Linked DNA regions of Mus musculus: all the other regions are linked to region 1. The links are chromatin contacts, called in public HiChIP or PLAC-seq, Micro-C and promoter capture Hi-C maps. All regions are on one chromosome and are shown on one strand. Each heading gives the region's core, a stretch centred on a gene start, on an enhancer-like site or on the middle of the called end of the contact. The rest is flanking DNA. Distances are from core to core; before and after follow the strand shown. Region 1 holds the start of Jag1 (jagged 1). Region 2 has its middle 50 kb from the start of Gm14064. Region 3 has its middle 69 kb from the start of Gm14064. Region 4 has its middle 110 kb from the start of Gm14064. Region 5 overlaps Gm32659 (a long non-coding RNA gene). Region 6 holds the start of Snap25 (synaptosomal-associated protein 25). Region 7 has its middle 170 kb from the start of Gm14064.

Region 1 (3,404 bases), core at 552-3,051:
GGGATGCTTTGCATTCGTGATCATTGGGTGGAGGAGGACTGGGCACACTGGAAAATGCCCAGGTGGCTGCTGTGTAGGCCAGGTGCTTCTGTGACCAGTTGCAAACTCATTCTGATTTGGGATATGCCCTTCCCAATTATGGATTAAGTTACTCGGGAATGGTTAGAATGAGATGCATTGCCATTAAGAAATCACCTATCTCAGGTGGTTAAAATGCCCAAGTTACGGAACCATCTTTGTTAGCCTGGAACTCAGCTTTCTCAACCCCATCAAGTGGTATGGGGCACTATCTATGCTGGGCCACTCTTTAAACGTAGATAACCACAAATAACCTGTGTTGTTATGTTGTCGTGTTCAGCATGTTGGAAACTGTTTTTCCCTTTACCCATCATGCCCTGATGTCTAGAAGGGTTGAGGCGCTAAAGCAATCTCGGAAAAATCAGAGCTTTTCTTCAGGACAGGCTCAACGCAAGTTAAGAAACCCTTTTCGTCCTTTAATGGAAATCTGTTTTCCTAAAGAGCTCCGTTTAAACCCGCCTGGAGTGGAGCTGGCAGAGACTTCAGCCAGCCTTTGGGTTCCCTTTGACCTTGATTATGACCAGGAGTGTCGCTGCTAATTGCGAGGCCTGCCTCAAGGTGGAAAATGGCATCGGTTTCCACCACCACCCAGGAGAAGCCAAGTTCTGTGGACCACGACAGCGGTTAGGTTCTTTTCAGGCCGCGTCTCGCCACCCAGAGAGCAGCGCGGAGGCCGCCTACAGGTGCAGTCCCGCCACTGCGCCCGGGCTGGAGGCTGGCGGAGCCCTCGGCGTCTCAGAAAGCCCTTCCCGAAGTCCGGGCTGAGCCCCCGGGTGCCCGCCGGCCACTCCCCCTGCTTCCCCCACGCCTCTGCCCCGGCGCGGTCTGGAAAGGACGCTGGGAGCCCCTCCGAGGCTCCACGGACATGGATTTGGGAAGGGATGGCGCGCGGCCGAGGCTTTCCCTCGAGTTTGCGGCAAGTCTGACTCCGGGAAAGTTTTTCAAAGTTCCCAGCAGAGTCTGCCCAGGTCGCCTCTGCGGGGCGAGGAGACGGCGGCGAGCGCGCCAGTCTCGCCGCCGCCAGCACAGGGCTCTGGGCTCGCTTGCTGGGAGCGGCCCGGGTTCCCGGCGGGCAGGCCCTCCTCCCCGGGGCAAAAGCCGCAGCTGACGCAGGCGGCTCCGAAGGCGGAAGCCGCCCGCCCCAACTGCTCCGGCCGTACCGCGGCGCCTACACCTGGGGCTTGCAAGGGAGCCCAGGCCGTGCACCGAGGGGGCGGTCCAGCGGAGGCGCTCTGGGCTTCTCAGAGCCATGGGCTCCTCCACGGTCCTTCCAGGTTCCTTTCTCCTGGCCCGGGCTCCCCGGGACACTGATCTGCGTGTGGGGGCCCCTCGGGCGGCCATGCCACCCGGTCCGTCCCGCAACTTCCAACCCCTTCTCAATTTCTCCCCTCCCCAACAACCCGGAGGAAAGGGGCGTGCCCAATAGATGGCACGCCCCTTATGAATATTAACAATCGCGCATGCGCCTTGTTCCGCGTGTTGAGAAGAGGTGGCCAGCCGGAGTCCCGGCTCCCAGACCGGCGCTCCGGGTCCCTTCGAGAGCCAGGCGGGCACGCGTCATTGTGTTACCTGCAGCCGGCCGGCGAGCTAGGCTCAGGTTTTTTTTTTTTTTTTCCTCCCCTCCCTCCCCGCGTTTCATGCAGCTGATCTGAAAGGGAATAAAAGGCTGCGCATAATCATAATAATAAAAGAAGGGGAGCGCGAGAGAAGGAAAGAAAGCCGAGAGGTGGAAGAGGGGGGAGCGCCTCAAAGAAGCGATCAGAATAATAAAAGGAGGCCGGGCTCTTTGCCTTCTGGAACGCGCGGCTCTTGAAAGGGCTTTTGAAAAGTAGTGTTGTTTTCCAGTCGTGCATGCTCCAATCCACGGAGTATATTAGAGCCGGGACGCGGCGGCCGCGGGGGCAGCGACGACGGCAGCCTCGGCGGGAGCACCAGCGCTAGCAGCGGCGGCGGCGTCCGGAGTGCCCGTGGCGCGCGGCGCAGCGATGCGGTCCCCACGGACGCGCGGCCGGCCCGGGCGCCCCCTGAGTCTTCTGCTCGCCCTGCTCTGTGCCCTGCGAGCCAAGGTAGGAGTCTCTCTCCCGCTCTTGCTCCCCGCGGTCCTCTCCCTTCCCTCGTGGCGTTCTGGACGGGAGCGGCTGTGGCTCCCAGTGCAAGTTCCGGAGCCCTTGAGTACAAGGCTCCCTGACCCTGACTTTTCACCCGAGAGGCAGCACCCGGTGAGGGAACGCTGGTTCCCCAGAGGGGAGCCCCTGGCCTCGAAAGATAAACTCCTCCAGGCTGGGCAAAATGCGATCATTACGTTCTCACGGTCCTTCGGGGCACTTGTCTTAGTTTTCCCGCACTTGTGTTTTTTATGCCCCCAAACCAGGTTGAGCCCTAAACCTAGTTTTTGCAAAATTATTTTCACTTGCCACCGAGGATCTTTGGCAGCCTGGGGTGTGTGTATTGGGGGTGGGGGGTGTCAAGGAGTCTCCACCTCCACCTTCAGAGAAAACTTTCTCATGCGTTGACCTTCCTTCCTCGCTGGCAGGTGTGCGGGGCCTCGGGTCAGTTTGAGCTGGAGATCCTGTCCATGCAGAACGTGAATGGAGAGCTACAGAATGGGAACTGTTGTGGTGGAGTCCGGAACCCTGGCGACCGCAAGTGCACCCGCGACGAGTGTGATACGTACTTCAAAGTGTGCCTCAAGGAGTATCAGTCCCGCGTCACTGCCGGGGGACCCTGCAGCTTCGGCTCAGGGTCTACGCCTGTCATCGGGGGTAACACCTTCAATCTCAAGGCCAGCCGTGGCAACGACCGTAATCGCATCGTACTGCCTTTCAGTTTCGCCTGGCCGGTGAGTGAGCGACACACCGACAGAGTCGAACGCGGGGCCGAGCCCTATATTGCCTTGAGAAGGATTTAATGCCACTTGAAACTTGGCACTAAGTTGAGAGGCTTTGGGGGTGGCAAGTTTGAGAGTCCAGACTACAGCTGGACCTGGACAAGATGAGACGGGCGGGTCTTCCATTCTGGGTGGTGTCTGCTTAGCGCAGCGAAATGGGGTCTCTGAAGAGCATTGCTGGGGGAAAGTACGCAAGGATGCTAATTTTATGCTTGCTACTTCCAGTTCCCACCCTCGACCAGGCGGTCATTATAGATGATTTCTTTGCTTAACTAATTAAAACTCGTAGTGCCCTGGAAGGCGACTGCGCATAGTCTGCCCTGCATACGCTGTCCAAGTTGGCACCCTCCCCTTTCCCGTGAGCCGCCCCGAGGGCGGGTGTGTCCTTCCTGCAGGGTGTGGGGGAGCAGGCTTCCCGCGGCTCTAGTGGGGAGATTTT
Region 2 (3,404 bases), core at 395-2,894, 500 kb before region 1:
TGTTCTGTGAAGCATTCCACTTCAAACTCCTGGTGAAATTTGAGATTCTGTTGCTTCTACTTAGGATAATGAGGGTTCTCTCTCTCTCTGCCTCTATGTCTCTCTGTCTCTCTGTCCCTCTCTCTACCTCTGTCTGTCTGCCTCTCTCTCTTTCTCTGTCTCTCTCTCTCTGTATCTCTCTGTCTCTATCACTCTGTGTTTCACTCTGTCTCTCTGTCCCTCTTTCTGACTCTCTGACTCTCCCTCTCTGTCTCTTCCTCCTCTCCTCTCCTTTCTATTCTCCCCACCCTTGTCACTAAATAGTTAGTGTTCAGTGAACAATTGTGTGTTTCAACACCAGCTGAGGCTAACATGAGAACAAAATGCATCTGTATTCAGGTGCACATGTATGAGTCTTTAATACAATTCTAATCCAAGAAGCAAGGCTGTATCCCCTGAAGATCCCACCAGTAAACAAGAAGTCCGAGTTGAAAGCACTCAGAGTAGTGTGCTGTACCCAATGGATGCTACAATTACTGTCTTAGACATACACATCCAAAATACTAATACATGTCAGCAGAAGGTCCAGATTAACATGTTCATAGAAGTGTTATTTGTAAAAGTCCAAAACTGGGGCTGGAGAGATGGCTCAGCTGTCAAAGCATGGACTGCTCTTCCGGAGGATGCATGGTCAACTTCCAGCATCCACATGGTTGCTCATAAGTGTAACTCAAAGATCAGACACCTTCACACAGATATATAGACAAAACACTAATGCACATAAAATAAAAATAAATTATATATATATATTTAAAAGTACCAAAGTGGAAACTATCCAAATCATATACAGCACTATTTTATACATTCACAGTGGATTACTTTGTAGAGCTAAGATTGAACAATTTCCACTAATGTTGCCATATGAATGGGCTTCAAACCTAATATTGCTAAAATGAATAGAAACAAACAGCAAAAAAAATCCTATAGAAATCTATAGGATTTCTAGTGTAGACAGTGATTCATCATAAAGGGAGGAGGATGGAACTGAAGAAAATGTGCTAAGGAAGAACCTCAATGTTCTGGCCTTTGGTTTGGGCCCTAGTTCCACGGATGTGTTCACTTTGAAAAAAATCATTAAAATACATGTAAAATGGCTGTGCCCCCCCCCCACGTATTATTCTTTAAATAGTAACAAAAAGAATAGCTTATGTAACTGAATTGGATAGTTAACTATTTCAGGAAATTTGAAAGTCTTTCTTATCTGAATGCTGGTAATCAAGTACTGAGTACTTAAATTCAGTCCTTGGAGTGAGCAGGAAGACTCCTGAGAATGACAGTGGGAAGCAATTGTGAACCTGTATAGATGACCTAGCTTCATCTGTGAGATCTATAATATAACAGCAGAGTATTTGTTCTGGCTTACCTCACTTCCCTCACATTGTCTTCTTAGGTATTTTGAATTATATAAAAAAATTGCTTATGTTAAGTTAAAGTATAAAGTTTTCAGTGAAGAGTGGACTCTGAGAATAACTAACATAGCCTCTCATTTGCAGATAAGAAACCTGATCTTATCTGAAGGTTAAATGATTGGCCCAAGGTCACACATGTGGTTAGTGGAAGTTCTGGGAGGAGATCCAAGGTCTTGCTACCTCCTTTTCTAGACCACACAGCCTCCTTGTTTTCCAGACCTCTGAGAAGCTCTATGAATGCATCTGCCAGTTGTGGAATTTTTAACGATCAACTCATTTGTTATCTGTTGGTCCAAACTATAGCATATGACCTGGCTCAGATCCTTTATTCCGATCTATCAACAATCAACAAATAGATTGTTGGCATTTCTGCTTCAATTTAATGGTTGATTTTAATTAACACATTGTTTCTATGTGTACTCAAACCTATTACCTTATGCAAACAGGCCTAAAATCAAGAAATATTCTCAAGAATTATCTATGATTCAAAAATCAAAGCTCTTCTTTATGGAGTCCTGGTTACAAAGTAGAGTCAACTTTAACATCTCCCTTTATGTCCAAGAAACATATAGCACTCACACCACCACCAACAAAAAGTACACACACACACACACACACACACACACACACACACACACAAAATCTATGTATCCCATTGCCCACTGAAAGGTAGGTTTTTATACATACTTCTGGTTAGACACATTTCTTCTAGTTCTATCATATCATGACTAATCCAGAAAGAAAAAATGAGCAGTCCAGATCATACACTATTTAATGATAGAACCAGATAGTGAAACAAGACTTTGGGAACACTATTTACTTTGTCACAAAAGTCTACATGCCAAATGTTGAGTTGTAAGACTCTAACTTCTCATGAATATATCCAAACTATATTGGTAATAAAAATATTATTTCATTCTTGATTTACTAATCTAGATATTGGCTAGTGTATTTAGGAACATTTGTATTTATGAATTATTTGAATTTATGAATTATTATGAACCAGTGACTCATCGATTCAGAATTATTAATAGAATAACTAGGTCCAATTCAAATAACTGATGATTTAATACAATTATGAGTTTTACTTTTTATAAGCATAATTAAGTCAATAAATAATTTGCTGTGATTGTAGTGGAAAGATGGGATCATCCTTCAAATGTTCTGTTATTACATATTGTTTCCAAGGACTCATCAAAGATAAAGAGGAAGGATCTAAAACTCTTGTGTAAACAGCACCACAGAGCCATAAAGACATCCACCAATGTCCTAGCAGCCTTCATGCACTAACATTTCGACACTATCACTTATTTCTCTTACATTGGTATTCTGAGCATACCAGGGCTTCTCAGAAACAATTTGATACAATATTGCCAGAAGAAATTCTCACAATAGCCCTTAAGTGGTTGCTTACTTTTTGAAGGTGAATAATGAAGCTTAATTCTATTTCCTCTCAATTTTCAATATAAATATATAGTTCAATTATTTATATCCACCCTACTCAGCCCACCCCTGAATTGAGCTACATGCCACATTTCTATGGCAACACACCACTGGATTAAACAGCAAAGCATGTCCCACACAGGCCACATATTCTAGCATTTAGTGAGGGTTGACAATAAATACCCTGGGTTCTGTCCTTTGGCTGGAGCAATGGAGTTGTAGTCCTCAGAGCAAGAGATACTCAAACACCAAACAGTCCCGAAAGCTAGAGATACATCATCAGAGGTACAGTCTGGTAGTCTACACAGGATGAGGATTTAATGCCGACAATAAGCCCAAGAGGGTTTGGGAAAATATCTAGTAGGATTTTAAATAAGGTGACTTAAGTACTGGGTACACATACTTGAAGTTTTTCTAAAAGCTTTGGGGAGCCATTAATGGTAAACAACCAGGGTTGTTTCGAGGAACAGCTATGGTAGTAGGGGTGGTTGGGAAAATGAAGATAAAAGGCAA
Region 3 (3,404 bases), core at 640-3,139, 480 kb before region 1:
CTTCTTGGCTTCTGCCTCATCAACACTACTCTCTTACTCTCTTACTCTCTGCCTCACTTTCTCTACTCTGCCTGCACTTCCCTCTTCCTGGTTCTGGAAAGTATAGTCATCCTTGGGCCTGTGGATCTTAATATCTTCTATCTAGTTTACATCAATTACTTCTCTTAGCATAAGGCTCACTTCACTATCTTCTAACTCATCTTTTTGAAGGAAGTTTAATATAATTTTCTCAAGGAAGATCTCCCTGATTTCTTTTTTGACCCCTTAAACTAAAGAATACATTCTCCTTGATTCCTATTTAAGACATGAACGTATTCTCTTAGCTCCTACTGTAATTAATTGTTTGGGTAATTAGTTGCCTGCTTCCGTGTAAGCTCCCTGAGAACAGGCAGTATGTCAATTTAATTCCCTTCTAAATACTCAGCAATTCCTGGCACCTGGTAAGATTCCTTCCTGTATTGTGCAAATGCAACAATTCCCAACATGCAAGATTACAATAGTTACTCAATGGTTTTTTTTTTCTAAGCTCATTCACAATTCCAAAAATCTAATTTTGCTTAGATTAGGTTATATGTCTTCTTCCTTTTATATTCTACTATGTTTCTAGAACATAGGAAGTGTAGAGCATCATCCTAATAAGAATAGAATCTGTAGTAATTTGTTAGTTTGATTCAACAAAAGCCAACAGATTTGAGTCGCTTAAGCAACAGAAATTGTCTCATAATTTAGGGACCATGAGTCTGAAATCAAGGTACTTGTAAGACTCATTCCTTCTAAGAGACAGAAAAGAAAGATATGCTACTCTGTGAGGAGTACTCTTAGAGGCTTGCCTTCTTTATTTTCACATGACATTCTCCTTAAATATGTCTCTATGTTTGAAACTTTCTTTTTATGAGATCAGTCATATTGGATTGGGTCCTGTATTAAGGATCTTCTCTCATTAAACATATCTATAATGACCTAATTGGAAAGTAAGTTACTGAGGGTAAAGTATTTTGACATAGGAATTTGGGGAACATAGTTCAATCATAAGAGGAGCCAATGATTTTTTAAGTAGGTGAAAGACATGAATTTTGACTATGGATAGAGTGTGTTGGATTAAGGCTGAAGAAAATACTGGCGGAATAAAGAATGATGGTGTAGAAAACTATCAGCTCTTCTAATGGTCAGGGCAGTGCCAATGAATGCAGTATCTCATATGCATTGTCAAGAGTCAAAACCTGGCTCTGTTGAATTTCAAGAAGCATGAAGTTCACTCCATGGAGGACATTTCTTCTCATTGATAGGATGGCATATTTTTAGAATCAAGAAATATATAATACCAGAAGAAAGGTCCAAAACTAATTTAGCTGTTGTCTAATTATAAGCTTGTATCCTCCCCATTCCCAGTATCTCATCATAATATTCAGAAGTAGAGAGCAAGACAGAGAGAGAAATGTGTCCAAGTGTTGAGAGAAATTCATCGACAAAATGAATTACTATATAATTTTGTTCTAAGAATATTTTTACATAACAATTAACATAGGTATTATTCCATATTTACTTCTTGCTACAGTATAGGCATTTTAAGCATCATATAGGGAAGTCAAGCAAAAAAAGAGATTCTCCATCTTTGTAAACGTGAGGAGTGTGTATTGCAGGAGCCATCAAAGAGTCATCACATTTAGCTTACTATCTTTTCTATGTCTGTTCTACTTCAATCCATCTTTCTCCTTTTAATTGTATGCCCACCCAGTTCTCATCACTCCAGACCACGTAACTCTGGGCTTCATCCCAAGAGGAAAGTTGTCCAATTTATTTTTTCCCTCCCTCCCAGCCCTTGGCAAGTCTGTTGGGTGACCCACTCAGACACCTCAGAGGGCGGCGGCACCTCCCACCCCCTTAAGCCACAAGCAACAAAGCCTTAGTCATTTCATGCTCTTGGCTTTGTCATCATTTTGATTTCTTGAACATTGCTTTAGCGTTAACTCATTTCACTTATGTAAGAACAGGCAGAGATAGTTAAGGATGTCTCTTGCTCAGGAACAACAACAATATAAAAGCTAGCATTGCAATTTCCCAATGTCCACAAGACAATGGTCACTTTGCCAAAGTAATTCTGAATCAAAGGACTATTTGATTAGTTACTAAACTTATCTTTTCTGTGCTTAAGTGTATGCAGTAAGCCAAATCAAACCTTTCCTTAATCTAAGATTTTAAAAATTTTAAGGCTCAACTATCACCTATCATCTAGAAAAAAAGAGAAGATAGATTATTAACAAATGAAAAAGGCATACCAGAAAGAGCTGGGATGAAGAACAAGCTCCACATTAAGTGTTAATCACCCACATAACCACTTTCACTTTCCACAAGTCTGATTAAAAAAAAAGTATATCTCTAAACTTGTACACATAAATATTAATGAGATTCACATGCTGCATTTTTAGCTTTAATCTATTTATTTCTGAGGTTACCCCACCCCAAAAAAAGAGGTTATATTTTAATTAGGCATTTCTCTCTTCCTTTTCCTCCCTCCAAGCCCTCCCACCATACCCTTTTCAGCCCTTCTTCCAATTCATGTCCTTTAAAAAAATTAATTGCCAATGTATGCATATATGTTCTCAAATATAATCTGTTCAGTCTGTATAATGTTATGTTGTATGCATGTTTTCAAGGCTGACCATTTGGCACTGGGCAACTCATTGGTGCGCCCTCTCCTGAGGAAGGTCTCTTTTTTCCTGCTCCCAGCTTTCCTCGGTTGCCTATATCACTTCGTGTAGAGTTGAGGCCTGTGGGCTTTCCCCCCATCCAGTTTTTCACGTTCATTACTGTGCTCCTTGCTGAAATCACCTTTGGGCAGTCATGTTAGTGAGATGTTAGGGGTGTAGCTTCCGGCATCACTGGGACACACAATATCACAGCAAACTCCCTGATTTCAGAGGTCTTAAAAATTCTTACGGTGCTGCTTCCACAATATTCCCCAACCCTTATATGGGGGAGTGCTTTGTAGATTATCCACTGGGAAAAGTATCCACAGCTCAATGTTTTGACTGGCTGTGGATTTCTATAATGGTCTCCATCTGTTTCAAAGAAAGGTTTCCTTGACAAGGGGTAAAGACTACACTTATTTGCGGGTGTAAGTATAAGTGTTTACGTTTTTACAGATTGTTGTTAGGAATTATGCTGGTTTAGTAAATTAGTGGTTGTAGATTCTTCCCCAATAACTCTGACTTCACTAGCACTAAGTAGTTAGCCAGATTTCCAGTACCACGGATTATCTCTTGTTGAGTAGGTCTTAAACCCAATTAGAAAGTGGTTGGTTATCACCAAGGCATGTGTCCTGCTGCTGAATCCTAACAGTCATTGTACCAAGTTGGTCATTGGTGTGGTTCACAGGTGGCATAGCTAGGTAAGATAGTTGCCCC
Region 4 (3,404 bases), core at 227-2,726, 440 kb before region 1:
TATGTCAGTGCCTGGCAAACACAGAAGTGGATGCTCACAGTCAGCTATTGGATGGAACACAGGGTCCCCAATGTAGGAGCTACAGAAAATACCCAAGGAGCTGAAGGGGTCTGCAACCCTGTAGGTGGAACAACAATATGAACTAATCAGTACCCCCAGAGCTCATGTCTCTAGCTGCATATGTATCAGAAGATGGCCTAGTCGGCCATCATTGGGAAGAGAGGCCCCTTGGTCTTGCAAACTTTATATGCCCCAGTACAGGGGAACACCAGGGCCAAGAAGTGGGTTTGGGTGGGTAAGGGGGAAGGGGGGGGAGGGTATAGGGGACTTTTGGGATAGCATTTGAAATGTAATAAAGAAAATACCTAATTAAAACAATGTGGAGAAAAAAAACAAGGAACCAATACGTTCTTTAAAATAAAAGAACACAAAACAAACAAACAAAAAAATAGAAAAATCATGGAGTTTATTTGAGCATGGAGCCTGTTCTGAAGTGTGGTTGATATACCTGTGTGAAAGATACAAGGTTTCCACTGAGTGAAAGGAAAGAGAAAACAAGGAAGGAAAAGAGGCAATCATGATTCTCTTGCCTCTGGCTCTTGTTGGGGTTGGGCAGCGGGGAGTTTGACTATGATGGGAGTAAGGATGGGAGGAGAAAACTGTTGAAGTCATAGTGTCAAGTGTTTGGGATCACTCTCTGAGGTCATCTGAGATGTTGTGTCCCTGCTCATCTCAAGGGAATGTCTCTACATAGCTTTGTCCTTCAGTCAAGTTCTGGAACTACAGCCTTCTCTAATCCTTTGACTCTAAGCAAGCGTTACTCACCCTGGATTACTCCAGCATCCCTTGTGCTTCCTCTATACTCCACCCACACTTTGAAATTAACTTTATATTAAAAAACCTTACTTCTCAAAAATTTTAATGAGCAACATATTCGCTATTGAAACCTTGACCAATACTTTTTACTAGTCTCACCCAAGATCCTTTCTACCAGTATTGTTGTGGTTGCTTCATAACTGTTTTTATTTGTATTGTTCCTATCTACCTGCAGACCAATTTCAATATTGCAGTTATAGTATTTGCTTAAAGTCATCAATAATAAAATAGCAACTTTCTTTTAAAGCTTTTCCAAAAGTGACTTCATGTACTCAGAGTCAAAGTTCTCTCAAGGCTGAACATGACCTGTGTCCCCCACACCACATCCTGCTCTCATTACCTTTTCCCACTCTGCTTTGCCAATGTAGTTCTGCATTGTGCCAGTTGCTTCTATGTGAGCGAGTTTTCTCCCTTACCTTCCTTCCCCAAGTTCTCACTCAACTGTCCTCTCCGAGTGTTCTCCCTTGACCATGCTATCTAAAATGATAATCTGTCCTCCAAAGGACCTGTGGTTCCTGCCTACTTAATTTTTCTCATCTAAGCTTTATCTTCTGTATTTATCCTATTAGTCTTGTTTCCTCTTTCTCTCCTCTTGGACTAAAACCAGGAGAGTTGTTTAGAAGTGTAGCCCAAAGTTCAGATCTGTGCTTGTCATGTACTTGGTACTCATTCAATATTGATTGAATTCATTTCTCATGTAAGGTAAAAGTTAATGCTTTTTTGTCTCAAGTACTAGTTGAACATATAATCACTCAATCAAATTTCAAGAATGGCTTATGGCTTAAGGAGTTTTCTATCTTTGCATACGTCTTGGTTTGTACTCCCAGCACCCACACAGTGGATCACAATGCATGGCACTCCAGTTCCAGGAGATTAAATGCCTTCTTTTGACCTCTGTGAGATCCTGGTGTGCATGTGCACACACACACACACACACACACACACACACACACACACACACAATTTTAAATTAAAAATGTCAATTTTCCCATTCAATTTCATTTATTAGGGACCAGGCTTTTCGTTAAGTCACCTGTTTTTGAAAAAACAATCTTCCCTTCCAGCATAGTCTGCACCTAAATTTGTTACAGTAAGGTGATTAAAACCTTAATCAAAACATAATTTTATAAACGAAGTTGTAATTTTTAGACAATGCTAGCATGCTTTAAATTCATGTAACTGATGACTTGTATGGAAACATAAGTTAGAAGGAAACCATAAAACAGTCCCATTCTCTTTTAATATTATGATATAAATGTCCAAATATTTTTAAATACAGGTCAAAGTGGATAATTTTACTTTATTTTTGAAGTATATCTGAAGTCTTTAAAGGAAGAGAAAATCTCCTACTATCACAACTACTTCCTTTATTCTGTAAGAAAAACTGTTAGACAGGCTTGAATAACTAAATCCATAGCTACAGTTGTATATTTCATAAGCACCTTCAATGATCTTGCAGTCTATTCTACAGCACCAATACCCAAAGGTCTGTTGCATTGAGAGAGAACTTTGAACCGGAGATCACGCTGGCTGTGCGGACTTAAGAAGTGCAGCTCGCTTATAATTTCAAGTTTGGATTTGACTGTATTCACACTCCTGTTAGGAAAACTAGAAAGCTAGGTAGTTGATCAGGACTCCATGGAAATGTCAAATTTCAGGATGGAGACAGCAATTTTGCCCCTCACTTTCATTCACTTTGACTGAATTCATATCATTGGGATTTTGTAAGTTTTTATTAGTTCTTTGAGAATTCCATGTGTTTTAGTCATATACCCCTCTTCTTCCCTAACCGACCATACCTATGTCTTTTTGCGATCCATTAAGTACAATTTGTGCTACCCGTACATTCTTTGACATGTGGCCTTCCACTGGAGCTTGGTCAACATATATCAAAGGCTGCATTCTTAGAGAAAACAGACCCTACCCCCCACAGCAGATGTCTATTGCCAATACCTCCCCATGTTGGAGTAGCACTCCATGCTCACCTTTCTGCATGATGGAATTTTGTCTGGCTTGAGTTGCACAGGTCTTGTGTGTGCTATCATAACTGTTGGCAATTCATATGTACAGTTGTCCTCTACGTGAAAACACACTGGTGCCTGGTGGGCATTCACATCCTCTGGTCTTCCTACTGTATTCTTTATGCCTCCTCTTTTACAGTGATCTCTGAGCCTTGAAAGGAGTACATATGAAATACATGTTTCATTTAGGCCTGAGCATTCCCCAATCTCTTACTCTTTGTACCATGACTAATTGTGTGTCTTTGTTAATCACCAACCACTGCTAATAAAAGCTTCTGCAGATTTTTTAATTAAAAAATAAATTAATTATCTTTATTCTCAGAGGAAAACTATGAAGTAAATGTGTCAATCCATCAAACATTTCCAGAAATTATGATGCATCAGTTACAGTAGCTGATTTATACCTTGGACTTAGCATTGACTCAATTGTGTGTGTATGCCATTTTGTATTTATTGTCTTTCTGGTAATGAGATATAATGAATAATGATGAGAGAGTGATGGTATTT
Region 5 (3,404 bases), core at 452-2,951, 440 kb after region 1:
CCCTGGTGGACCTGGCAATATTATAGGTTACTTTAAAGAGTAGTTTCCTATTCTGAGGGAAGTCACAGGTGAGTGTGGTTCAGATGTTGTAGGAGTGTAGACTCAGGTAGGCAGGCAGCAAGGTTAATTGCCCCAAATCTAACGTGTATTAGCAACCACCTCCGGTGAACACAAACTGCCAGCCTCCATGGCAACTTTTCAAGTTCAATTTTGAAGAACTTTTGTTCCTGAAAGCTGAAGGACACACAATGACACCCTCAATTACAGGCTAAATGGAACAGATTAGCTTTGGTGGTCAGAGGCTGCATCCCCCACCCCACCCCCTCCCGTGCCCACTTTAAATGGTCAGAGTTTCCGGAAGGGAGGATCTTTCTGCCTGTGGGGCTCCAGCCTGGCCATTGGAGGGGGTGGAGCGTCCCGGGTCTGCTGCTGCGAGGTGGTGGAGTGTTGTTTTCTCTTAGCTGGTTGGAGGACTGGATTCTCCTCATCTCTAAGAGGGAAAGTTCTGGCCAATCACAAGAAGCCAACTGGAGACTGCGAAAGTGGGGATGAGATGGCAAAAATCTGTTCTTGTTGCCGCAGGAGACGCACCTCTTTCGGTGCGCATAGATGCCCCAGAAACTTGTCAAGCTGCGGCTGGCAGCTGTGACAGTCTCGGCGTGCGTGGGGAGGGAGGTTGTTTAGCTGCGGCTGCTTGGGGCTTGGCACTCAGAATTCACTGTTTTCCCGACTGAAGTTGAACTCTGGGCCTGGAGTGGGGCCGGGGCTTCTATTAGAATTTTAATATGGGAGAAATGAAGTGAAGAGCTAAGGAAAGGCAAAGGGGAAAAACATGGGGCGGAAACTCCACCCCATCTCTTTGATTCTTGCCCACATCCCTCACCGAATCTGTTTCCTAACCTGTAAAATGGGCACTTAAATGCTTTCGGAGACTCTTACTGGCTCTAGATTTGCAGGTTATGGTAGAGAAGCAGGCAAGAGCCACTAGTCTGTTTGCCTTACAATCAAGTGGTATTTTGAGGACAGCATTTTGAGCCTTCTCATATTTTATGAGCAAAAGACGCAAAAGACTTTCCCCCAACCCCGAGAACCTTGGCTTTGATTTCAGTAACATAAATCTTGGGAGGACCCCCACTGCTACAGAGGGCTTTAGTTTCTATACAACCGAAGGGTGGGCTTCGGCACTGCAAATTAGGAATGCCCCACCCCCGCTTACTCCTGCTTGTTTTATTTTGTTTTGTTTTGTTTTGTTAGGTTTTGTCTTTCTGATCTTCTCCCGCCCTCTGCTCTCCCCTTCCCTTCCTCTTCTCCCCACTCCTTCCTCTTAGTGTTGTTTACTGATCTCCCAAATTCTGATGACGCTCTGGGCACCTCGCCAAACGCGAGGGCCCCCGAATCCACCCGGGGGTGGCATAGAAGTCTCTGGTCTAAGGCGAATCTCCGCGGGGCAGATGTAGGACTAACAAATAGTGACAGGGCAGTGAGTGTGCAGTGCCCCGAGGCCCCCGCGGAAATGAGCACAGGCTGTTTGGAAAGCCGGAGGGACCCCTGACCCAGGGGATGCCGCATCTCGCCCCCGCCGCAGCCTGCAAGGGCGGGGGTTGAGGCTCCAGCGCCCCGCAGCCGCAGTGACTCAGGAGGCCTCCCGCCCGCGTTCCTCCGCCACCCGCTCACTGCGGCACCGGGGACACGGTTCCTCCGCCCACAGCCTGCACCGCGTCCCCGGCGCCCTCCCCGCCGGCTTGCCCGGGCTGTGCCACCCCCACTTTCTGTCCGCAGAGGCGGCTACGCAGGAGGGGAGGAGGGTGTTTGCTCCTAGATTGTTCTGCACTGGGAGAGCTGCGGGAGGGAAAAGGGGAGACAGGACCATTGGAATGACTCAGGGTTTTTTGAAGCAGCTAAGCCATAACAGAGGCCTCACTCCAGGATCGGGGAAAGCCAGCAAGAGTCCTTAGAAGTTTCTGGCCTTAAAAACAGCTTCCTACCCAGACTCCCAGCTTGAATTCTGCAGGAGCGTAGAAATGCACTCATAATTTAAAGCTCTAAGAATATCTGTATTACTTAGAAAAAGGGAAATAGGGTCTGGAGGCCTCGAATATCCTCAAAATAACCATTCTGCTGGTTCCCAGTCCATCTTTGGAAGGTAGTTACAGCTAGGATCCTATCAGTATTAACTAACCAAAAGACACATCTTAGGATAGCTCCCACCTCCAGGAGCCATAGACTCTCCTGCTAAGATAGAGCTAGAGGGACCCTTCTCCCTCCTGAGTCACTGTGGCAGCAGATTGAAGAGGCCCCTCGGGGCCTCGATGTGCTTTTGCTTCAAGCTAGATGGTCAGTGACATGTTTCATAAAGGACCCGGTTCTAAGTCCTGCCTCACAGAGAGGCAGTGGGAAGCTCTCTGTTTCTCTAGGCCATACCAGCTCGATTCCCCCAAAAGAAGAGAGCTGTCATTTCTCCATACATCAGTCAAGATTCTGGAAGCAAAGAAAGACCATTGTTTACCGCATATCTTCCTGTCCAAAGTCGGTGCTAAGCTGAGAGGACCCTCCATGATCGCCACCTGCCATGTCTCACCCTCTGGTCTCTATGTGCCCTTACTTTAGTCTAGTCATGCTGTTTCTGTTTTTTAAACTCCCCGCTGATCATCTATCTCTGCCTCTGGGTCTTCGGGCATGCTGGATGGCCCCTCCACAGGTAAAGTGCCCCCCACCCCCATGCCTCAAAGGCCATCCTACCCAAAATAGATCCTGTCTATCACAGCTGTGCTGAGTTTTCCCCTTTTGCATTTACTTCATTATGCATTATTGTTCTGTAAATAGAACATCTCCTCTAAAGAATGAGTTCCTTGGGATCTAGGGCTTTATCTTGTGAATTGTTCTAGTGCCCATGGCTGGCACATTGTAAGTGTTTGATGAATATGTAAAGAAAGAAGAAGACCAGGCCATGAGCTTGCTCAACTTCATAAGTTAATGACCTTTCCTCAGAATATCTGTTGTCTCCCACTCAAACTGGTTGGCTAGAAATGATCTTGAACTGACGTCAGATTACACCATGACCTATGAACAAGCTGGACACCTAAGTAAGATGTAGATTTTAGTATTTCCCCGATCTCTCTGTAAGCTGAAATACCCCATTACTTTGGAATGTAAATATTTTAAAGCTGTTATTCAAATAGATGTCGGCATGCTCACAGTATAGCCAGTGTTATCTCTATATTTTTGTACTTCTCAAGGCTTGGAGGGATGCCAACATTTATAAAGCGTATGGACTTCTTACTGTAGCTCATTCAGCCCACTAAGTTATTGTAGTCAACTGGTCAACTGCCAGTCGACAACAGAATCCTAAGGTCTGTACTGGCATGCTGCAATGTGATTGCCACTCATCTGAGCAAGAGCCATCG
Region 6 (3,404 bases), core at 468-2,967, 400 kb after region 1:
CTCTAAGCCTCAGAGAAGAAAATAGTTATCATGACCTCAGCAAAATCCTGCAGTGCCATAATAGAAATTGCAGTGAATCTTGGGGGTCAGATTCCTGCTTCAGCCGATTCATAACCCTGAAGGACATGTTTAACTTCTCCCAAGGATGACCATTCTTAACGTCAACATCTACAGCAATCAATCTGCCATATCCAATGTTAATATGAAATGCACTAACTCCAAAACCACAGCCAAAGATATTGAAATTTTTCTTTTGGCTGTGTATGCTTGTTTCTACCTAGTTTTAAGAATAAAGGAAAAGTGACAAAGGGATTTATTCCAGAAACTAGTTCAGATAACCCATATTAAAAAAAAACACAGGGAAGGAACTGTCCTATAAATAGATAGTACTAGCATCATCTTATAAGCCCACTGGAGCCCACCTAATATCAACGGATATATCTACCCTGTGTTAAATACAAAAAATTACAGTATATATGTCGTAATGGAGGATAAGTGACCGTTTTTAAAAGTATGGTTTTGTTTTGTTTTGTTGTTTTGTTTTTGTCTAAACCAAGGCACAGGAAGAAATACAGAAGGCTTCTACAAGTAGTCTGCTTTTTCTTGAAGCTACGTGGGAAGTGAGGAAGAGAGCAGGCAATTGTCTGTAAATAAATCCCTGCTGACAGGATTTATTCTTCTGTCTTTCTTTTAATCTACTATGCGAGCTCTATTAAGACTTTCTATAAGACCTGGATCTCAGAGAGAAAATTTGGCCTCTAGTCCCAGCCAGGCATCTCTGCAGCAGGTAATGCGGCGCTGCAGCCGGATCGCTGTCCGCGGTGCTGAAAGGTCAGGGCGCCGACGCGGGCGCCGAGCACTCCTGTCCAGGGTGCTGAGCTCCCGCCATCGCACCCCCACTAGTCTAGCCCACCGCACCAAACCTCCAGAGCTCTCCCACTTTGCAGCACATGCTCGCCTGTAGCTGACTTGGGGCAGGCGGCATAAATCAAGTCTGTGGGGCATGGAGGCTGCTGCCGCTGCCGCTGCCGCAGCTCAGCTTGCCCAGGGAGGGAACTGCCCCCCTTCTCCTTTCGCCTCCCCAGCGCCCACACCCTGCCTTCTCATCTCCCTTGGGTAGCAGTGCCCTAAACACTACAGTCATAATCATAGGGTTGGAACGAACTACAAGATCGTGTTTTGCTTTTAAATTTTAGACTACAGGTAGAAAAAAAACCCCACAATCCTAATAACCTAAACATATCTCAAAACTGCATCGCAAGATGGAAGAGGGTCCCACGGCTGCTTCAAAAGAGTAAGTTATTATTCTGTACACATCCTCGCTATTTCTTCCCACCACTCCATCTGTAGTGTCCCCATTCACTCCTTCTCCAAACAGCTCACCTCGAAAATACTTTTATGCAGCCCCAGGCGAGAGTCTAGGTAGATATGCACACAGGGAATACCGCACCCTAAGTGCACCAATACTTGTATTTACCCAGGCTCACTTGGGCTGCCAGCTGCAGTCCCTTCTGTGTATGCAGCCATACAGGGCTAGGACCTGGATCGGGGGAGGGGGCTCTTTACCTTGTCTTCTCCGGAGGATGCTGTCCGCTGATCCCTGCAGGTAGCAAGAGTGGAGGAGCCGCCGGGTAGGGAGGGAAGGAAAGACAGCTCCAGACCTCCCCGAGGTTTCTTCTTCAATGCAACGTGAGCTCTGCCCTCATCAAAGATGGCCGTTCCTTTGACGTCAGCAGCTTTTAATAGCCGGCTCCTCGAGGGGCGGGGAGGAAGTGTGATGGGGGAGGGCGGAGGGAGGAAGGTGGCTGGGGGCGGTAGGGGAGGAGCCGGGAGGTGCGGAGCGCTTGACTCAGCTCCCTGAGCGCTTTGCAGCAACCCTTTTTATTTCAATCTTTTATAAACACCCAAATGGAGCGATTCTTTTGACTCCATTTTAGCACCGTCTTGGGAAATACATATTTCTTGCGACTGTTTTCCTGATGGCCTATGCGTTTGCTTACGTGTGCATGCATATGTGAATATATGTATGTAAATACGTGTGTTTGGAATGTATATACAATTATAATAATGTAAACATATACATATTTATATGTAAAACGTTCCCCTGATGATTTGTCTTTGGTTGAGTCACAGACACGAGAGGAAGGTAAAGGAATAGAAGGGTAATGATGTGAGGGATTGGCATAGATTTCTGTTGTGATTTATTTTCTCCAGAGAAGAGGGTCCGAAGAGGCATTCCCCTCAGCTCTCGCTCTCACCAGCTCCTTTCGTGACCAGGTTACTCACATTGCTATTTTTATGAAAATTATTGTATTAAAGCAGCATTGCAGGTTTAGAGTTCTCATTTAATCATGGCCAGTTTGGGAAAGGCTCACACTTTCTTTTAAAGTACGTCAGAGCAATTATCACCGAGATAACACCTGAGTTGGGGAAAGGGAGAGGGAAGCTAGTTAGCCCTATTAGCTTGGGTTTGCAGGGCTAGGGCTTTGAGTTGCGAGTTGTTTGCCCGGGGCTTATAGATGACTCTGTGGCGGGTTGAATTTGCAGTCTGGGCCTAGAGCGGTATTCGGGTTTCTTAGAACGTGTCCAGACATCCGGGGGTGGGGGTGGGGGGAAGGTGGCTAGGACAGTACTGAAATCTGGAGGGTCACTCATTGCACAAGCACTTTCAGTGGCCGACCCTCTGAACCTCTGGGTCTGGTATGAGCAAGAATGTCTACTTCTGCTGGTTCAGATGAAAGATTAGAAGTAATAACCACACAATATAATCCTGTCTTTGCTTGTCGTGCGTCAGGAGCAGTCAGGAGCTGGGTAGGGCAGGCGGCGATATGCAAATAGTTCGGTGGTGCAGCCTCTAGATGATTCACAGGTGTTGGGGAGGTTGTCCGGGTTCTAGGCAGGGAGGGAGAGCTGGGGAGCGCGTGGGAGGTGGGGGACCTCGTCTCAGGAACTGTTTGTACTTTTCCGCGGAGGATGCGATTAGAAGTCGTGCCTCGCAATCTTAAAACTTGATGGCCTCTTGGGCGATGGAAAATCCTTTTCTCTTAGAAACACACACGCGCACACACACACACACACACACACACACACACACACACACACACACTTAAAACTGGATCTGAAAAGCAACGCGTAAACGCCCCCCGCCCCGGTCTCGATAACACACACACACACACACACACACACACACACACACACACACACCACGCTTGCTGGTTTTAAAGGCAAGCTTAGGTAATAAAGCTTTTAATTGTAGGCGAAGACAGACGGGGAGCTGAGGGAGGAGGGGGTTGGGTGGATGTACATAGGAGAGGAGCAGAATTTCCTTTTTCTAACAGATACCAAGATCCAAAGGATATTTTGAAATCTTAATGTTTGCGATGATGATGGTGTTTGGGTTTTGA
Region 7 (3,404 bases), core at 552-3,051, 380 kb before region 1:
AGGCCATTATAAGTGTTTGGGTTAATTGATTCCAAAACATTTGTCTCTGTCATTTTGCAGTACTAAATGTGCCACAAAACTAACTACAGTGATTTGAAAATTACCGGTGCCCACCCGGGACATTTAAATCAAAATATCTGAGGTGTGGGCTTGTATAATTTTCAAAGCTCTCCAGTTCTTCCAACTTCATAGCTCTGAGACTGTCTTACGTAATTATCATTGGACACACTTGATTTTTCCCATCACCTTGATAAGACACTGTCAAAAGCAGGTTAAGGAATGAAGGTTTTATTTAGGGTCTTAGGCTCAGTTGGGGAGGCATGTCAGAGTAAGCAGCTCATGTTGGAGGTGCCTAACATCTTAGAGGATAAGTAAACAGAAAATGACTAAAACTAGAAAAGAGATGTAAGTTCTAAAGACCCACCCCAAGTGACCTACCCCCTCTAGCTAAGCCCCACATTCCAAGTCCCACATGTTTGTTAAAGAGAACCACCATCTACAGAGGCCAGTTTTCAAGCATGATAACCTGAGTAGAACTTCTCAGACCCAGAAACAGTATCACCTAATGGAGTATTGGATCTTAAATCCAAGTGTGCAACAAAATCACCTGAAATTCTTGTGAAACACATAGGGATGAACTGCAAAACCCAGACCTATGATTTTGTGGGTCTGTCTGAGGTGGGGCCAGGGGATGCCAAATATGCTACTTCAGGAATCATTCTTACAAAGCTATGCAATCAACTAATATAAAGTAGGTTATCTTGGGGATTTGATTGCCTCTAGTACAGCCAGTAAAGTATGCATGCTTGTATTAGAGGGCTGTGCTAATTAGTTCCAGGAGAGGAAAAGGGTGGCCTCTTTGCTACCCAACAATACGTTATCTCTCCACCCAGTGATTCTAATTAAAGTGTCCCAGAAGGGAACCAGCATATCTATATTAAAAGTTCTACTCTATTGTACTGTTAGGATTGAACACAATTTGCCCAGTGATTTCCAAAGTATGGCCCTGGATCAGTACCACCAACATCACCTGAGAACAAGTCACAAATATAAACTTTCTGGATTTGCCCCATACCCTTTGAATCAGAATTTGGGGTGGAATGAGACAGGTAGGATCCACCTACAATATTAAGTTATCCAGGTAACCCCTTGTAAAGGGTAAACTTTGAAATCTTCCACATTAACATATTCAAACAATATAAGCAAGTAGTAGTATGGTAGGTAATACAGGTTTGAAGTGTGATAGATGTGGGGAGAAAGTCACAAGTTCACTGAATATAGGCCATTCCAAAGGGGAAAGACTGAGTGAGCAGGAAGAGGATGGACATATAATGCTAGCAAAAAGAGGTATGTGATCTAGTGTGAATAGGGCTGAGAATCCACAAGTAATTCTTGGTGCTAGTGTTACAAAGAGGCAGGCTCACAGTGGTTTATGTAGTTGAGTAGAGATCACAATTTCACAATGGATCACAATCTATAGCAGAATAGTTGAAAAACATAAGAAGTGATAGAGAGTTCAGAGATGGGACATTTCCAATTTAGACCAAAGCCACAAATGATATCATCTCAGAAGAGGTAAAAGCAATAAGGTCCTTGGTGAGGAGGCGCAATCTCACAGCTTGTAAAAAAAGAAGAAGTGATAGCTTATTGGGAAAACATGATATCACCCCCACCCCCTTTCATAGCAAGCGGATAATGCCACAGGCATGATTTCTGATTCTCATTCAATAGGCCTTGCTGAGTGCTTCCCATGTTCCAGGGGTCATGTTAGTCACTGGGAATTCCTCTCTGAACAAAGCACAATCCCTGCCCTGGGGGAACTAGTCTAGTCAGGTAGGAAGAGTCAAAGGCATTCACAAAACACACATTGTAGTAGGTGTTTCATCATATTTGGAAACTCACACATTTGTTAGGAGGGCTCCTTTTCTTCTTGTCTTTATCTTTTTTTAATTTTATATTTCAAGAGGGAAGATGTAAACAAGGCCATATGCATGCGATGCAAACACTCTACTGCTGGGCTACTTGTATAACTCACAAGCAGTAGTTTAAAAAAGAATTCTGTTCCCACCTCTGCCTCTCCCTCCTCTTCCCACAACTGTCCTCAAAAATACAGCACAGTAAATTGGTAGGTAAGTTGGGGGAAGCATAACAAACATATAATCATTCAAAACATGATTCTATATGGATAATCAATTGAAGAACCTGAATTCCTGGTGCATTCTTGTGTATTCCTGTATTCTTGTGTGTTTCTAAACTCCTTTCAAAACAAAAAGTGATCATTCTTGCAAAGAAAGCACAAAGACCCAACAAGGTGAATGATGACAGAAGCTGATCATTCCCACTCACCAGGACTGAATGAAGGAAAATAAGCATTACTAGGCTAGCCCAGACCAACTTTGTGAAGACTGAATCAGTGTCTACAGGCCAAGGTTGTACTTGGAAGAAAATCACAGAGGAAATAAATATGGTTTATCAGTCCAAGAGGGTCTGTCTTCATTGGCTATATTGAAGAACATTGGTAAAATAAACACTGCAACTATAAATGCATCTTTTTCAAACCACGGAGATGCCACCTTCCTATTCTGTAACAATAATGCTAATCGACATCCTGGAAATGAAAGACAGTCATCTTTATACCCCTCCTCATCCCTTACAAAGAAGTAGTATGGGATCAAGGGAGAAACATTTTATACACTGAAAAAGACAGTGACCCTGTTGATATTTTAAAGTACTTATCCCATGATGTGAAGCTATATCTACTCATACACAGCTCTTATCAAGCACTGGCTGTCCCCTCCTCTATCTAATTGCTCGATTGCTTACTTGATTGTATCCAGTCTCTTGGCTGTAGTTAATATTTTTACAGTTGTGCCTCAAAAATATAAATTTCAAACCCAAAGTTCTTCTAAACTCCAAACTTAAGCAATAATCACTGCACTCCTGTAAACCTGTTGGAAATGGTATGATCACTTGAAGTTTAGCCAGGACAGCTTTGAGCTTGGGAGACCTTCCCCTATAGCCCACTGCTTGAATGGTGTCAGTACTGATGACTCAGTTACTCCCGTGGCTTCCTAGGATGCTTGACATAAAATTCCACAAGCTCTACATAAACTGGACAACATGACCTCATAACCACAATCTCTGCCATCTTCTCGCTTTCTCCAGTCCATCCATCTGATTTTCCTGGCATGCTGCCTTGAATCTTGGGTCTTCCTCTTCCCTCGTGCCTCATATTCTCACAGGCTTTCTCTTTCGCAACATCGGGTCCCAGCTCAAAGGGATTAAAACAAACCTTACCCATACTATTTAAAATTACTCTAACCTCAGGCTCTGGTCCCACATCTTATTTTGAGTTTTCATTTTAAATCATACCTGTCAGCATATGACAGATTTTATTTTGATTT

What was found. Promoter capture Hi-C pulls out the DNA fragments that hold promoters and counts their contacts. Hi-C and Micro-C count contacts between places; a contact is called where the count stands out from the background. HiChIP or PLAC-seq counts read pairs in DNA pulled down with a chosen protein or histone mark.
Region 2: a promoter capture Hi-C map of the 3T3-L1 cell line shows a contact between it and region 1, with 12 times the contacts expected there. The contact joins the enhancer-like site here to the promoter of Jag1 in region 1. A contact is called at or near these places in 10 of 39 promoter capture datasets (the 3T3-L1 cell line, 3T3-L1-derived adipocytes, cranial neural crest and 5 more), 1 of 15 datasets of contacts at CTCF or cohesin (the NIH/3T3 cell line), 4 of 484 Hi-C or Micro-C datasets (the 3T3-L1 cell line, the MC3T3-E1 cell line, cumulus cells and 1 more) and 13 of 115 datasets of contacts at active chromatin or transcription factors (the NIH/3T3 cell line, cardiomyocytes, craniofacial prominence and 10 more).
Region 3: an H3K27ac HiChIP or PLAC-seq map of the NIH/3T3 cell line shows a contact between it and region 1, with 9 times the contacts expected there. The contact joins the enhancer-like site here to the promoter of Jag1 in region 1. A contact is called at or near these places in 11 of 39 promoter capture datasets (the 3T3-L1 cell line, 3T3-L1-derived adipocytes, HPC-7-derived erythroid cells and 6 more), 2 of 15 datasets of contacts at CTCF or cohesin (both in the NIH/3T3 cell line), 17 of 484 Hi-C or Micro-C datasets (the MC3T3-E1 cell line, the STO cell line, adipose-derived mesenchymal stem cells and 8 more) and 14 of 115 datasets of contacts at active chromatin or transcription factors (the NIH/3T3 cell line, astrocytes, cardiomyocytes and 11 more).
Region 4: a contact with region 1 is called in a promoter capture Hi-C map of liver, with 6 times the contacts expected there. The contact joins the enhancer-like site here to the promoter of Jag1 in region 1. A contact is called at or near these places in 13 of 39 promoter capture datasets (the 3T3-L1 cell line, 3T3-L1-derived adipocytes, the C10 cell line and 9 more), 10 of 484 Hi-C or Micro-C datasets (the 3T3-L1 cell line, 3T3-L1-derived adipocytes, embryonic stem cells and 4 more) and 13 of 115 datasets of contacts at active chromatin or transcription factors (cardiomyocytes, craniofacial prominence, embryonic forebrain and 8 more).
Region 5: a contact with region 1 is called in a Micro-C map of embryonic stem cells, with 6 times the contacts expected there. The contact joins the enhancer-like site here to the promoter of Jag1 in region 1. A contact is called at or near these places in 1 of 39 promoter capture datasets (the 3T3-L1 cell line), 17 of 484 Hi-C or Micro-C datasets (3T3-L1-derived adipocytes, cardiomyocytes, cerebellum and 6 more) and 5 of 115 datasets of contacts at active chromatin or transcription factors (astrocytes, embryonic stem cells, epiblast stem cells and 2 more).
Region 6: a Micro-C map of embryonic stem cells shows a contact between it and region 1, with 5 times the contacts expected there. The contact joins the promoter of Snap25 here to the promoter of Jag1 in region 1. A contact is called at or near these places in 1 of 39 promoter capture datasets (pre-B cells), 5 of 484 Hi-C or Micro-C datasets (embryonic stem cells and nephron progenitors) and 1 of 115 datasets of contacts at active chromatin or transcription factors (embryonic midbrain).
Region 7: a contact with region 1 is called in a promoter capture Hi-C map of trophoblast stem cells, with 5 times the contacts expected there. The contact joins the enhancer-like site here to the promoter of Jag1 in region 1. A contact is called at or near these places in 7 of 39 promoter capture datasets (the 3T3-L1 cell line, HPC-7-derived erythroid cells, cancer-associated fibroblasts and 3 more), 1 of 15 datasets of contacts at CTCF or cohesin (the NIH/3T3 cell line), 10 of 484 Hi-C or Micro-C datasets (3T3-L1-derived adipocytes, the MC3T3-E1 cell line, adipose-derived mesenchymal stem cells and 6 more) and 13 of 115 datasets of contacts at active chromatin or transcription factors (the NIH/3T3 cell line, cardiomyocytes, craniofacial prominence and 9 more).

The regions. Positions count from the first base shown.
Region 1 is chr2:137,114,917-137,118,320 of GRCm38.p6, reverse strand. It overlaps Jag1 (jagged 1), which reads left to right and starts at 1,801. Exons shown (of 26, transcript NM_013822.5): 1 at 1,801-2,144; 2 at 2,612-2,917. The coding sequence starts at 2,064.
Region 2 is chr2:137,612,186-137,615,589 of GRCm38.p6, reverse strand. No RefSeq gene overlaps it. Among named protein-coding and RNA genes, the nearest start is that of Gm14064, 50 kb to the left of the region's middle. Within about 2 kb of position 1,644, at least 2 of the 459 cell types and tissues checked have an H3K27ac peak or open chromatin away from gene starts, as enhancers often do.
Region 3 is chr2:137,593,151-137,596,554 of GRCm38.p6, reverse strand. No RefSeq gene overlaps it. Among named protein-coding and RNA genes, the nearest start is that of Gm14064, 69 kb to the left of the region's middle. Within about 2 kb of position 1,889, at least 15 of the 459 cell types and tissues checked have an H3K27ac peak or open chromatin away from gene starts, as enhancers often do. A contact at or near this core is called in the NIH/3T3 cell line and muscle stem cells, where this site is marked.
Region 4 is chr2:137,551,838-137,555,241 of GRCm38.p6, reverse strand. No RefSeq gene overlaps it. Among named protein-coding and RNA genes, the nearest start is that of Gm14064, 110 kb to the left of the region's middle. Within about 2 kb of position 1,476, at least 2 of the 459 cell types and tissues checked have an H3K27ac peak or open chromatin away from gene starts, as enhancers often do. A contact at or near this core is called in liver, where this site is marked.
Region 5 is chr2:136,677,083-136,680,486 of GRCm38.p6, reverse strand. All of the region lies in intron 2 of Gm32659 (a long non-coding RNA gene), which reads left to right. Among named protein-coding and RNA genes, the nearest start is that of Snap25, 35 kb to the left of the region's middle. Within about 2 kb of position 1,701, at least 280 of the 459 cell types and tissues checked have an H3K27ac peak or open chromatin away from gene starts, as enhancers often do. A contact at or near this core is called in 3T3-L1-derived adipocytes, astrocytes, cardiomyocytes and 10 more, where this site is marked.
Region 6 is chr2:136,711,763-136,715,166 of GRCm38.p6, reverse strand. Snap25 (synaptosomal-associated protein 25) reads right to left here and starts at 1,717. Exons shown (of 8, transcript NM_011428.3): 1 at 1,567-1,717. Gm32659 (a long non-coding RNA gene) reads left to right here and starts at 829. Exons shown (of 3, transcript XR_375013.3): 1 at 829-1,294.
Region 7 is chr2:137,493,593-137,496,996 of GRCm38.p6, reverse strand. No RefSeq gene overlaps it. Among named protein-coding and RNA genes, the nearest start is that of Gm14064, 170 kb to the left of the region's middle. Within about 2 kb of position 1,801, at least 10 of the 459 cell types and tissues checked have an H3K27ac peak or open chromatin away from gene starts, as enhancers often do. A contact at or near this core is called in trophoblast stem cells, where this site is marked.